Regions from separate parts of the Mus musculus genome. Here region 1 is linked to region 2. Evidence: chromatin contacts called from public HiCAR-type data. All regions are on one chromosome and are shown on one strand. Each heading gives the region's core, a stretch centred on a gene start, on an enhancer-like site or on the middle of the called end of the contact. The rest is flanking DNA. Distances are from core to core; before and after follow the strand shown. Region 1 holds the start of Pcdh11x (protocadherin 11 X-linked). Region 2 holds the start of Pabpc5 (poly(A) binding protein, cytoplasmic 5).

The links. HiCAR-type assays count read pairs that join an accessible place to other places.
Region 1: a contact with region 2 is called in a HiCAR-type map of astrocytes, with 3 times the contacts expected there. The contact joins the promoter of Pcdh11x here to the promoter of Pabpc5 in region 2. A contact is called at or near these places in 5 of 39 promoter capture datasets (the C10 cell line, hippocampal neurons, liver and 1 more), 2 of 484 Hi-C or Micro-C datasets (cerebellum and embryonic stem cells) and 2 of 115 datasets of contacts at active chromatin or transcription factors (astrocytes and large pre-B cells).

The regions. Positions count from the first base shown.
Region 1 is chrX:120,288,346-120,293,947 of GRCm38.p6, reverse strand. Pcdh11x (protocadherin 11 X-linked) reads right to left here and starts at 3,621. Exons shown (of 7, transcript NM_001271809.1): 1 at 3,297-3,621. It overlaps Gm30577 (a long non-coding RNA gene), which reads left to right and starts at 3,714. Exons shown (of 4, transcript XR_387050.3): 1 at 3,714-3,902.
Region 2 is chrX:119,925,530-119,931,085 of GRCm38.p6, reverse strand. It overlaps Pabpc5 (poly(A) binding protein, cytoplasmic 5), which reads right to left and starts at 3,890. Exons shown (of 2, transcript NM_053114.2): 1 at 3,786-3,890; 2 at 921-3,249. The coding sequence starts at 3,096. The coding sequence ends at 1,951.

The sequences.
Region 1 (5,602 bases), core at 2,372-4,871, 360 kb before region 2:
AAAGAATAAATTGTTCACACTCAGTGGGAAAAGGGATTGGTTTTGCTTTCAGGAAAGTGGGGTGTTGTTCCTCAAAAAGGACTGGACCACTTTATAAAGGGAAACTACGTGGCTTCTGTCTAGTAAAAAGAAGAACAAACAAATAAAATAAAATAAAATAAACCTATTCAGGAAACTTCCCAATTTGGTGCATTGGTCTACAGAAGTGACTCCATAGCCTTGGAATAAAAAACACCGCGACTCCTCCTTGCCTGCTGCCAGAAACCTCACAGTGTTGGACTTCTTAATTCCAGTCTTGTATTTTTCATACAAGGGACTCCTCATCCAGAGCATTCACCTTTGTCCCCTTCCCTTTCCACCCCATCTCCTGAAGAAAAGAACCCCAAGCATCACCCCCCAAGAACTTGCTTTCTTGCATAGACTGGCCGGTGGGGGATGGGTAATGGGAGTAAAGATTTGTGATTCTTACATCTTTACTAATCACGCAGCATGGAGGGGGTGGGTGGGGCAAGACACGCAGAGATTTCAACCCCGGTACATTAACACTGGATGATTTAATTCAGTGTGAATAAAAAAGGCAAGAGCTGGAAACTGGGAAGAACAGAGCCAGGCTGAAAGGAGGGAGGGCAACACACACGCGCGCACGCGCGCGCGCTCACACACACACACACACACACACACACACACACACACACACACACACGGTTCTCAAGGCCGAGTTCCAAAAGCTCAGCGGGCAGGCGGCACCTTGATGTACCTTTTGAGGATCAGGGTGCCTTTGGGAGGTGAGGGGGATGGGGGTCAGCTGCGCAGGAGCCTAGGGACGTAGGGCGACTGCGCACGGGGAGCGCGCCCCTCAGGTTGGCCTGCTTCCGCTCCCTACCCGTCCTAGTCGCTCGCTCTCCTGCCAGCCGGCGGACCCTCACTGCAGCTGACATCATTGCCAGAGAAGGAGGGGCGGCCCACGTGAAAAAGACCCCAGCACGAACTGCGTTCCCTCTGCTCGCTCTCTGAGGCTCTAGCGAGCCGCTTGGCGAACTCAGCGCCCTGGCGGCGGCGCCGGGACTTGAGCTGGGCGCGGCAGTTCTTAATTTAGCAGCAGGAGAAAGGTAGATTTAGACCTTGGCTCCTTCATCTCCTGGTTCTTTCTCAAAACCGCCCGCACACTGTCAGTTCTGCCTCGGATGAACCAAAGACAAGAAAGGTGAAACACGGACACACTATCAGTTACTTTCCCAAGCTTTCAAAAGCTTCCCCCCGCACAAAAACACAGGCAAAGACAGCCCTGAGGCTAGAGCCTTGGCCGTGGGAATTTGTGAATTTGTTTCAAACGTGATTAAAAGTGCACATCTTCCAAAGTTGCAGAGGCGCCAACCAGCGCATCTCCCCAACTCCTTTATTCACTCTTGAGTCACACTTGTTTTACTCACTTTTTCTCTTCCTTTTTCTCTTTCTTTCCTTTTTTTTTTTTTTTTTGTTTTGTTTTTTGAATGACAAGTAAGACACCTAGCATTTTCACCCTTTTTTGGCGTTACACTGTGCTGTGTTCAGAATTATCTGCCTGCTCCTCAGGTTGTTTGCTGGTTGCAGAGCTAGTACCACACTCAGGGGTCCTCTGTCCCCATTACTCTCCTATTTTTTTGCCCCGTTGCCCATGGCCTAGATTCTCAAACACTTTTTTCACACTGGGTCCATTGTAAAGAAACAGCCCCCAAGCTGATATAAATCTGCCTTTGGAAAGTTTCCTCACAGTAAGGGAAAGGACAGCGTTATGTTTTTTTTTTTTTTTTAATTTTTTTCCTTCATCATTTGCTTCTGTTACCCTTTAATTTTCTTTATTATTTTTTTCTTTTGTACTAGACCCCCCTGCTCTCCCTGATTTACGTTGTTAGTGGGTGCCGCAATGGCGCAAGTTTGGACTCCCAGCCCCCCTGAGACATTTTGGAAGGACACCCCGCTCGCAGAGGCGAGTGCCCGCCTGGAGGCGCGCGCTCACATACTCCAAGCACACATCCCAGTGCCCCACACCCCAAGCCGCAAAGGCAGCTAACCTAGTGGAGCCTGGAATAAATCAGAGGCAGCAAAGGGGCCATCTTCACTCAACCCCTAAAAAGTCTTTCCTTGGGGGAGACACAGAAATGGATCCTGCCATGCACTCTGGGACATTGACACCCCAGGGACTAGTAGCTTTGTGACTGCGCTCACAGAGTAGTGTCTCCAACTGGAGGTATACTGTTGCTGCGCTCTTCCAAAGTCTCTAAAGCAATGTAGCCGTTTTTTAAAGTCACCTTTTCCAATGAAGCTCTAAGCAAGAGACATTTTTTGGGGGGAAAGGGGGCCTTTCTTTACAAGCTCTAGGAAGATCCTTCCTTTGTGGAGGGAACTGCTTTTTGATTCTCTCTTGAAAAACGCCAGGTATTTATGACATAGGTGGGCGTTCTTTTGGCTAAGGAATTCCGAGTCATTTCTCTAGAGAATAGAGGAACCCTTTTATGTTGGGCTTGACTTTGTAAGTCTCCCCCCCCCCAAATTAAAAAAAAAAGAATATTGATTTTCAGCTGCTGGTTTATACGAAGTTGCATTTATAAAGGGGGGACAGAATTTCTCACACCTACCATCTCTACATCCACTAGGTCCCAGGGCAGGAAGAAATGGGATCATACCAGGAGGACCAATCCAGTAGACGCTGGGCGCCCTGCTGTGCGCACAGTTTTCCGAAGCCCTGCGGCAAGGGTCGCTCCCCAACCGGGTTGCGCTATCAAACCTGGACTCAAATCGGAGACCCCAGAGAGGAGCGCAGCTGGGCCAGCTTCCAGGGTCCACCGCGGATTCACTGCTGAGGCACACTGCCCCTCAGCTGGACTTGCTCCAGGTGTCTCCCCTAATGGTCTGGGGCGTCAACTCTGCATCCCCGCACTTTCCCAGATCAGAGTTTCATTCAGCTTCGCTGAAGCTGGAAGAATCAATTAAAGTGAAAGACCTTTTTGCACAACCCATGTCGGAGAAATTCATGCGCGGACACTTTTCTGACAAAAGTGAGAGTTTTAGCAAAGTAACCAAACCGAGTGGAGGCAGTGTCAAAAGATTTTCTTTGGGAGCTCATCTCCCGGGTTTGCTCTTTTTCTTACCTCTAGGGAACAGAACCCGGAAGGGAGGGCACCAGTAGGTCTCTAAAAGCATGCTATGGTCAACTGCCCAGATCCCAGGCGCAAGCAGTCACCGCGTCCTAAGCGCAGGACATGCCATGAGTCCCCAGCCTCAGCGGCTTTAGCTCCCGAACCGAACCCGATACTTACCTACTGTTTAGACTCCTCTTTGAGTAGTATGAAGAGGGGAACGAAAAAGGAGAAAAAAAGGCTTCCGCCCGCTCCACAGAGACTGCGATTGCTGTAGCGGGATCTACCGCCACAGCTCGCAGTCCGCAGAGCAGCTGTTTGTCTTGGAGGCTGTTTGTGAGGCTGGTCGGGCGGCCCGGGCTAGCTGGGCTGCCTGTGTCGCCTGAGTAGCTTCTGCCACTGAGACTCCTTGCACTCTGGTAGCCTAGCTTTCCGCTTTGCTGCGCGGGCCGCTGCTGGCTGCTCTGGCTCACAGCTACTCCCGCCCTGACAGTTCGTCGACTGCAAGGAGCCACTGCCAAGCCAGCCCTTTTCAATGGCGAGGGGGAGGGACTAGACAGGAGGGGGAAGGGGGACAGAAGGGGGGTGAGCGAGTGGAAGGCGGGGGGGGGGGAAAAGGAGTGAACGAGTGCCCTAGCCGCCTGCTGGGAGGGGATGGCGCAGCACCAACTGATGGGTACCCCCCTTTTGTCCCCACTCCCTGCACCCCTCTTCCCACTCCAGCTCAGGAGGCCGCCTCTCCCAGAGGATGAAGAACCTCAGGAGCGGTGCGGGGGCGAGACTGAGGTAAGCTTGGGAAGTTACATCTTGTGGCCCAGAGAAGGAGGCAGAAAGCGTTTTGCCTGCACGCTCCTTTATGGGACTGGATGCTTAGGGGAACAAACTGAACAAAATAAGCAGGGCAAGCATTCCTCCCCCGGGTGGTCCCCCCTCTCCTTGCACTTTAGTTCTCCTCTTTAAGTTTCACTCGTTTACATCATCTTACAGAAGTTTGATTTTTCTTGGTATGCGTGCCTTTCTCAGGATTCCTCAAGCTCCGCTGACTCCAGCTAGAGAACTAACAGCAAGTAACACCATTTTCTTATACAAAGGGTACTTAGGGCACACTAGAGGAAGTAGGAGCAAGATCCAGGAGAACCCGCAATTTGAGCCAAGTGCCTGTTTCTGAATATACCATATCCAGTTGTGAGAGGTCTCAGAAATCTTGGCTGCCTGTCCACACACATTCTCCTGTGTGGTGTAGGGTGGAGTGAGTGTCTGCGGAGGAAATACGACATTTGGCTATCCCAGAGCAAAACTAAGGGTATCATTAAACAGATCATGTCTGTGACCCTTTGAGGGGGTGGGGTGGTGTCACTGTGTGAACAATGCCGTTTGAAAGCAGGAAAGGATACCAGACAAGGAAGAGCACAGCCTGGAGCTGCAACCCTAATGCTTGCCAATAAGCTTGGCATCTCAGATGGTGAAGCCTGCCTGGCATAGGGTGTCAGGTCTCTGGAGAGCACTAAAGCAACAAGGGTCACTGTGTCAGGTGTGTGGCTCAGATAACTCATGAATAACAAGAAACAGAAGTTAATTCCCTACCTATAGAATAGGCTCAAAAACATAATAACACCCAGACCTCTCTGGTTCTAATTTCAAAGAGGATGTCTTTATATTTACCTAGAGGCCAGGAAATGAGACAAGTGAATTGTCTAAATTAGTCTGCACAAAATATGTGTGTTTTAGAAAAAAATTCACTTTCTTTTCTTAATGTGTAAAAAAACCTTACATTTCTGGTTCTTCAGTTTAGTTTTGAAAGGGAAAACTGAGTTTTGGTTTTGGATTTCGGTTTTTGGTTTTGCTTTTTTTTTTTCTGAAATAAAACAAGAAAAAGTACACTGCTTTCAGACACTAAAATCAATGAATTCTGTTAATACTTCCTTAAGATTTCCATCTCAATTTGATGTACATTTGATTTTAATCTTGTACACTGATGGGGAAATAGAATAAGAGGTTGCATCTGCAAAGGAACAGAGTATAAAAAAATAATCTGCTAGTTATTGCTGGCTGATTTTCACAAACAGAATTTTTACAGAAAGTTCCTTTGAGGGCAAAATTTTATGAATCTTTGCTCCACTAAACCCCACTCTCTTTTCCTAACCCCCTTCCAATTTCCAATTGTAGTTTTTAATTTTAATTTAAAGTCTTGCTTTCTAAATTCCTCAAACATTTTTGTTGTATTTTATTTCTTATACCTGAAGCCACTGCTGAAGAGAAACCTCAACACGGCAGTTCAGTACAGTCTTCGTGAAATAAAACACAAGGACGTATTTTCTTATATGGGTCCAGGGAGACACTTTAGCATTACATTTTATTCCTGTTGTATTTCTGACTTCATTATTCAGAATATCTAGCAGTGGCCTCTGTTCTCTTTGTCAGAGCAAGGAAATGTGTATGAGATGAAATCAGATGCTGTCAAATGTTACTGTTCTGCCTCTTGGATG
Region 2 (5,556 bases), core at 2,641-5,140:
CTGATTATCTTCTGTTGATTTTTGTGTTTATATAAATTTAGATATAGAAGATATGTTGAAAGTGTTCCACATTTGGTGACATCTATATTGTGTGTTTTAATTCTCTGGCAGTTTTAAGCTCTAACATATTATTAAAGTCTCTGTTTATCTCATAACTAAGTGTTTCCAGAATAAAATGTTCAACATGATATAGTTTACAAATTTAAAAAAATATTGAATAAAAATTTTATTCAATATAATACATCCTATATTAAGGAAAATTATGAAGTTCCTAAAATTATAGCATTTATCAACATCCATATTTACTGATATAAAAAGTAACTATGGTTCAATTTAAAATAAAATATGAAATAATACATATTGTATTGTTATAAAAATGGAAATACACTTAAGATAAAGATATTAAAGGATATTCACATAATAAAATTAATAATGATTCTTTCTATAATGATTGCAGATTTTATGATCATGATTATGTTATATTCATAATCAATAAATCAGTTATTTTCACTTTGAAAATACTTGACTATTTGTATATTCATAACTGAATATCATTACATAGGAATATTTTATTTCCATTTTATGTTCAAAAAAGATTTAAAATTGTATACTTGCTTTATATTATTATAAAATGATGATTCATCTGTAAAGCAATAAAAACAATCAGCAGATAAGAGACATCAAACATGTTCATGTGATGGGTTCTGCTGCATGAGTAAATCATAAATTTTAAGAAGGTTAATTCAAGTTTCGGAAAAAGTGCTTATTTTTCTAATTGTCAATCATATTTGTACTGGTGTTAAGTGTTACCTGGATTTAAATTGAAAGTGAAAAGAGATTGCCCTGTGTGAAAAGTGGAGAATTTGTAGTATAGAAGTTACATGATACAGGAAGTAGCTGTAGAACATTTTTTTCTTTGTGTGAATCAGCATATTTTAAGTAGTCTGAATTAGTAAAGAATTATTTGGAGTTGATGATTCTCACATAATGGATGAAAAGGTATGACCTAAATAAGGGAAAACATATTCCTTAATAAAACACATGTCAGTGTTTGCCAGTGGATATATTCAAACATGACAAGAAACAACATGTTTTAGTTTTACAGCAGCAGTGTATAAGGTGTTTAAAGGTAAAAGTGAGTTAGTACACTAATAAATGTTTCTGTTAATTTAGCATAGTCTACCTCTATGCATTATACACATTTTGAAAACAAGTGTTAAGAATTACTTTTAGAGTATCTTCAAATATATCTCTTGGCAAATATTTTTGAGACCCTCACATTTTAAATAGATATTTATCAATGCAACAGTTTTTTTAGAAGTACTGATTAAGAAACAATAACGTGATATTTATAAAGATAAATCCCAATAACTGGTCAAAGTTGCTAACAAATCTGTAGTGTGCACTTGATACAAGAAAAACAGATACAAAAAATAAAGGAAAAATGCCTCATATGTTTTAAGTACTATTCAATTTAAATCATAATTTAAAATGAAATTATGGAGAAATTTTAAGTGGCCCCTATCCATTCACTTTTTCTTTAAAAAGCAACGGTTGACTTTTCACTGTGCCAGAATCAGAAATAAGGAATCTCTTAAGAATATTTTCATAGAAGAAATTAAGTTAGTATTATGAAAATAAAGAAAATATAATCATTTTCCTCATTCAGGATACTTAGAAAAAATAAAGATGATAAATTTTATTCTAAGGATAAAGATCTTATAAAAATTGTACAAAATGACATTTTACATTTATAAATTATGTTTGTCACCAAAATGAACAAGATTTTCTATGTATACTTTGTTTCCAAAAGAAAGTGTCATAAAATAAATAAATAAAATAAAAAGAAAGAAAACAAACCTATGAATTGAGAGAAAATAACCTCTGTCACAAAGGAGCCCAAGCTATGTAGGCACTGGCTAAGGCTAAACAAATTGCTCATAGTAATTTTCACCACCTGTGCCTAGCTTGCCCCAGAGTGACATGCAATGTCTTGGAGCCTATTATGCGACCATTCATTTCATCCACTGCTTTGCACGCCTCTTCAAAAGAAGAAAAGCAGACAACACCAAACCCTTTTCCTTGTCCCACTTCCATCATCACTTTGGCTCGACTGATTGATCCAAATGAAGAAAATTCCTCCTTTAGTTTCTCATCATTGATGGTCTCATCCAAGTTCTTAATATAGATAGGCACTCCTGAAGGCCTATTTTTTTCTTTTAATTTCAGCCGTTCAAATCTCCGCCTTAATTCAGCCAGGCGTTCAATTTTCTTCTGTGCTCTCCCTACACATAGGACTTTCCCATCTATTGACTTGCCATGCAGTTCTAGCACAGCCTTTTGGGCAGCTTCATGTGTTTCATATCTTACAAATCCAAAGCCTTTAGATTTCCCAGTGGCATCTCTTATGACTTTAACACTCTCAGTTGGCCCATATTCACTGAAAAGTTTGTTTAGTTTTTCATCATCAATGTCATCTCCAAAGTTTTTTACGAAAACATTGGTAAATGTTGCTCTTTCTCTGGTTCTGACTTCTGCTGCTCTCTCTTCAGGAAATTTGAATCGACCAACATATACCTGGCGGTTATTGAGCCGCACTCCATTCATGTGCCAGATAGCCCTATTGGCAGCAGCAAGGCTATCGAAGTGGACATAAGCATAACCCTTAGAGCCATTGTCATCACATACGACTTTACAGGAAAGAATGTTCCCAAAAGCCGAAAATAAATAAAATAAGGCCCTATTGTCTATGGTCTTATCCAAGTTTTTGATGAATATATTTCCAACTCCAGACTTTCTTAAACGGTCATCTGGCTGTGACCACATGAGGCGAAATGGTTTACCATTAATTAAATCAAAATTCATTGTGTTCAATGCCCATTCAGCATCTGCAGGAAAGCGGAAATTAACATAACCATAACCCAGGGGGCTGCGGGTCACTGGGTCACGACAGATTCTAGTGAAGCGCAGAGGGCCAGCAGGTCTGAACTTCTTATAGAGCATGTCCTCTGTGACGTCAGGGTCCAAGTCACCTACATACAGGGCAGCCTTGAGGTACTTCTTTTTCTTGCCAGCAGTATTAGGCTCCCCACTCATCTCTGAGCACTTAGAAGATGATCTCTTGGGACAGAGTAGGGAGGGGGTGCACTTTTTCTAATCTATAGGCCAAACAGCTGTTCTTGAACAGAAACAAGCCAAGGCAGGTGAAGGGAAGCTAAAAGCAGACTCAGATCACTGTTGAGGCTGAGGCTGAGAAAATGAAGTTCAGAAACAGCTGGTCAGCAGGCTCAGAACAAATACATCAGACAAAAAGGCAACCCAATAAGCAATCTGTTCTCCATAAGAAGACTTACAGATTTTTACCCCTTCAGATTTAAAATCAGTTTCAAAAGCCTGTATTACAAATGCAATATTCCCTACCCCTTTATAATTAAAGATATCACCAAGGGTCTGACTGGTTCCCCACATCTAGCTTCACCAACAGAGGCCTTGTGACTGGCTTTCTGCAAAATCATAGGCCTTGAGCTCCTGTGGGTTTAAACATGTCAGCCACCCAGAGCAAGGGACCAAGTGTGTATTCCTCCGCCTGCCTATGTCAGGAGGGCTTGCAGCACACTAAGGCCTCTCTGCATTCAGCATCAGCTAAAGGGCACACAAAACACTTGGTGCACTGGAACTGGCAGGCAGGCTGCTGGCAGCCGATCACACAGAGAGACAGACACACAGAAACATGCGTAGGGAACGGGAGACCGCCCATATCCCCAAGATGACCACTGGGTACGGACCGAGTGAGGCGCGGTGATTTCTGCAGCCTGAGGCTCTCTCCGCAGGTCCGGAGGGACTGACTGGCAGCCGCGCCGCTGTGCTCAGCTCTGACGCGAGGCTGGTTTGGACAGATGCGGGGCGGAGTCAGCAGAGGAGAGCAGACGTGCCAAGGGCCGCCCCAGTGGGGACCAACGGACAGAGATTGCTTCTTGCAAGACAGAGCTACCAAAGAACCCAGGGATCAAGAGATTGTAGCTGCGCTAAGGAGGACGGGCGGGGCGTTAGGAAACCCGGAACCTTGCACTGGCTTGCTTCCCGCTTGCTCTGAGGGGAGAGAGAGAGAGAGAGAGAGAGAGAGAGAGAGAGAGAGAGAGAGAGAGAGAGAGAGGAAGAGAGAGAGAGGAAGAGAGAGAGAGGAAGAAGGAGGAGGAGGAGGAAGAGGGGAGGGAGGGAGGGAGAGAGGGAGGGAAGGAGATTTTATTTATTATTATATTTAAGCATACTTTATGGTGCTTAGTTCAATATGACAAAACTGGTTATAATCAGAGTAGAAAAAAAATCACATCTGCTTTTCTTTCTTTCTTTTTTTTAAAAGGAACTCCTTCCCCCACTTTTAGTTGGGGTCCTGGGTGTTTTCAAAACAGACACAGGGTTTCCATTTATATCAGTTCATGATAGCTGTGTCAGAGGTCCAGGGTTAAATTATCACCATGTCAAAAAGAACAGGGATGAGCTTGGTTTTTACCCTTACTCCATTAATCCTCCATAATGGTAGAATTATCCTCAGGTAGTAGGCAGAGGTCTTTTCTTTGCTCCATTGATATTAAGGCTTTAAATGACTGGAGAGCCATAAAATAGCGTTTGATGCGACATAATGCAAGAAAACAGTGACATTTTTTTAACTGCATTCAGGTTGAATATTTACAAAGTCACAGTATATAACCTTAAAAAAGTGCACGAAAACTGAAAACATATTAACATCCTGAGATGAACTAAGGATGTTAGGAGATAAGGACTTTCAAAAGTTCATTATAAATCTAGGTATGGATTATCAAATTTAAAGCATTACATTACAAAAAAGAAAGTTACTGTATAAGCTCATCTATTTTCTATCATCTATCTATCTATTTATCTATCTATCTATCTATCTATCTATCTATCTATCTATCTATCTATCTATCTATCTAAAGTATGTTAATGGTGGCATTATGGCACTGAAGAGCTTCAAGGACTGTAATCAAATTCTTAGAATTCTTAACAAGCTGTTTTGGCAGGAAAGTGTGACAAGGTTTCCAGACTTTCTTTGAATGTGCAAAATCCCCTCCAAACAGAAAGTAGGGACCTTTGAACCATCTTTCCTCCACCAAAGAAAATGAAAATGAATAATGTATCAGTATTAGTATGCTAGAAAAAATCCTAACAAGAAAATGATATTGTGTGTTCTTATCAAGAATTTATTAAAATATCAGGCTAAATTTAAGTGCTCGTTAGCTTTTTTGTTTGTTTTGTTTTGTTTTGTTTTGTCATTTCAATATACTTGATTGAATGGCTTTTACCCCCAGTAATTTGTAAAATAATGACTTTTTTTGTTGTATTCTTTATCCCTATGCTTGTTACTAGGGTTCTTGCTTAACCAAGACAAGGAAGTTAGTTATAAGAGAAAAACAGAGGAATAGAACAAGCTACAGTCTCCCTAGTTAAAAATAGAGACCAAAAGTAAAAAGGCTTGTATACATATCATTGCACTTTTGCTTTTATGCATATTTAAAACAAAGTTTTTTTTTTTCTGGG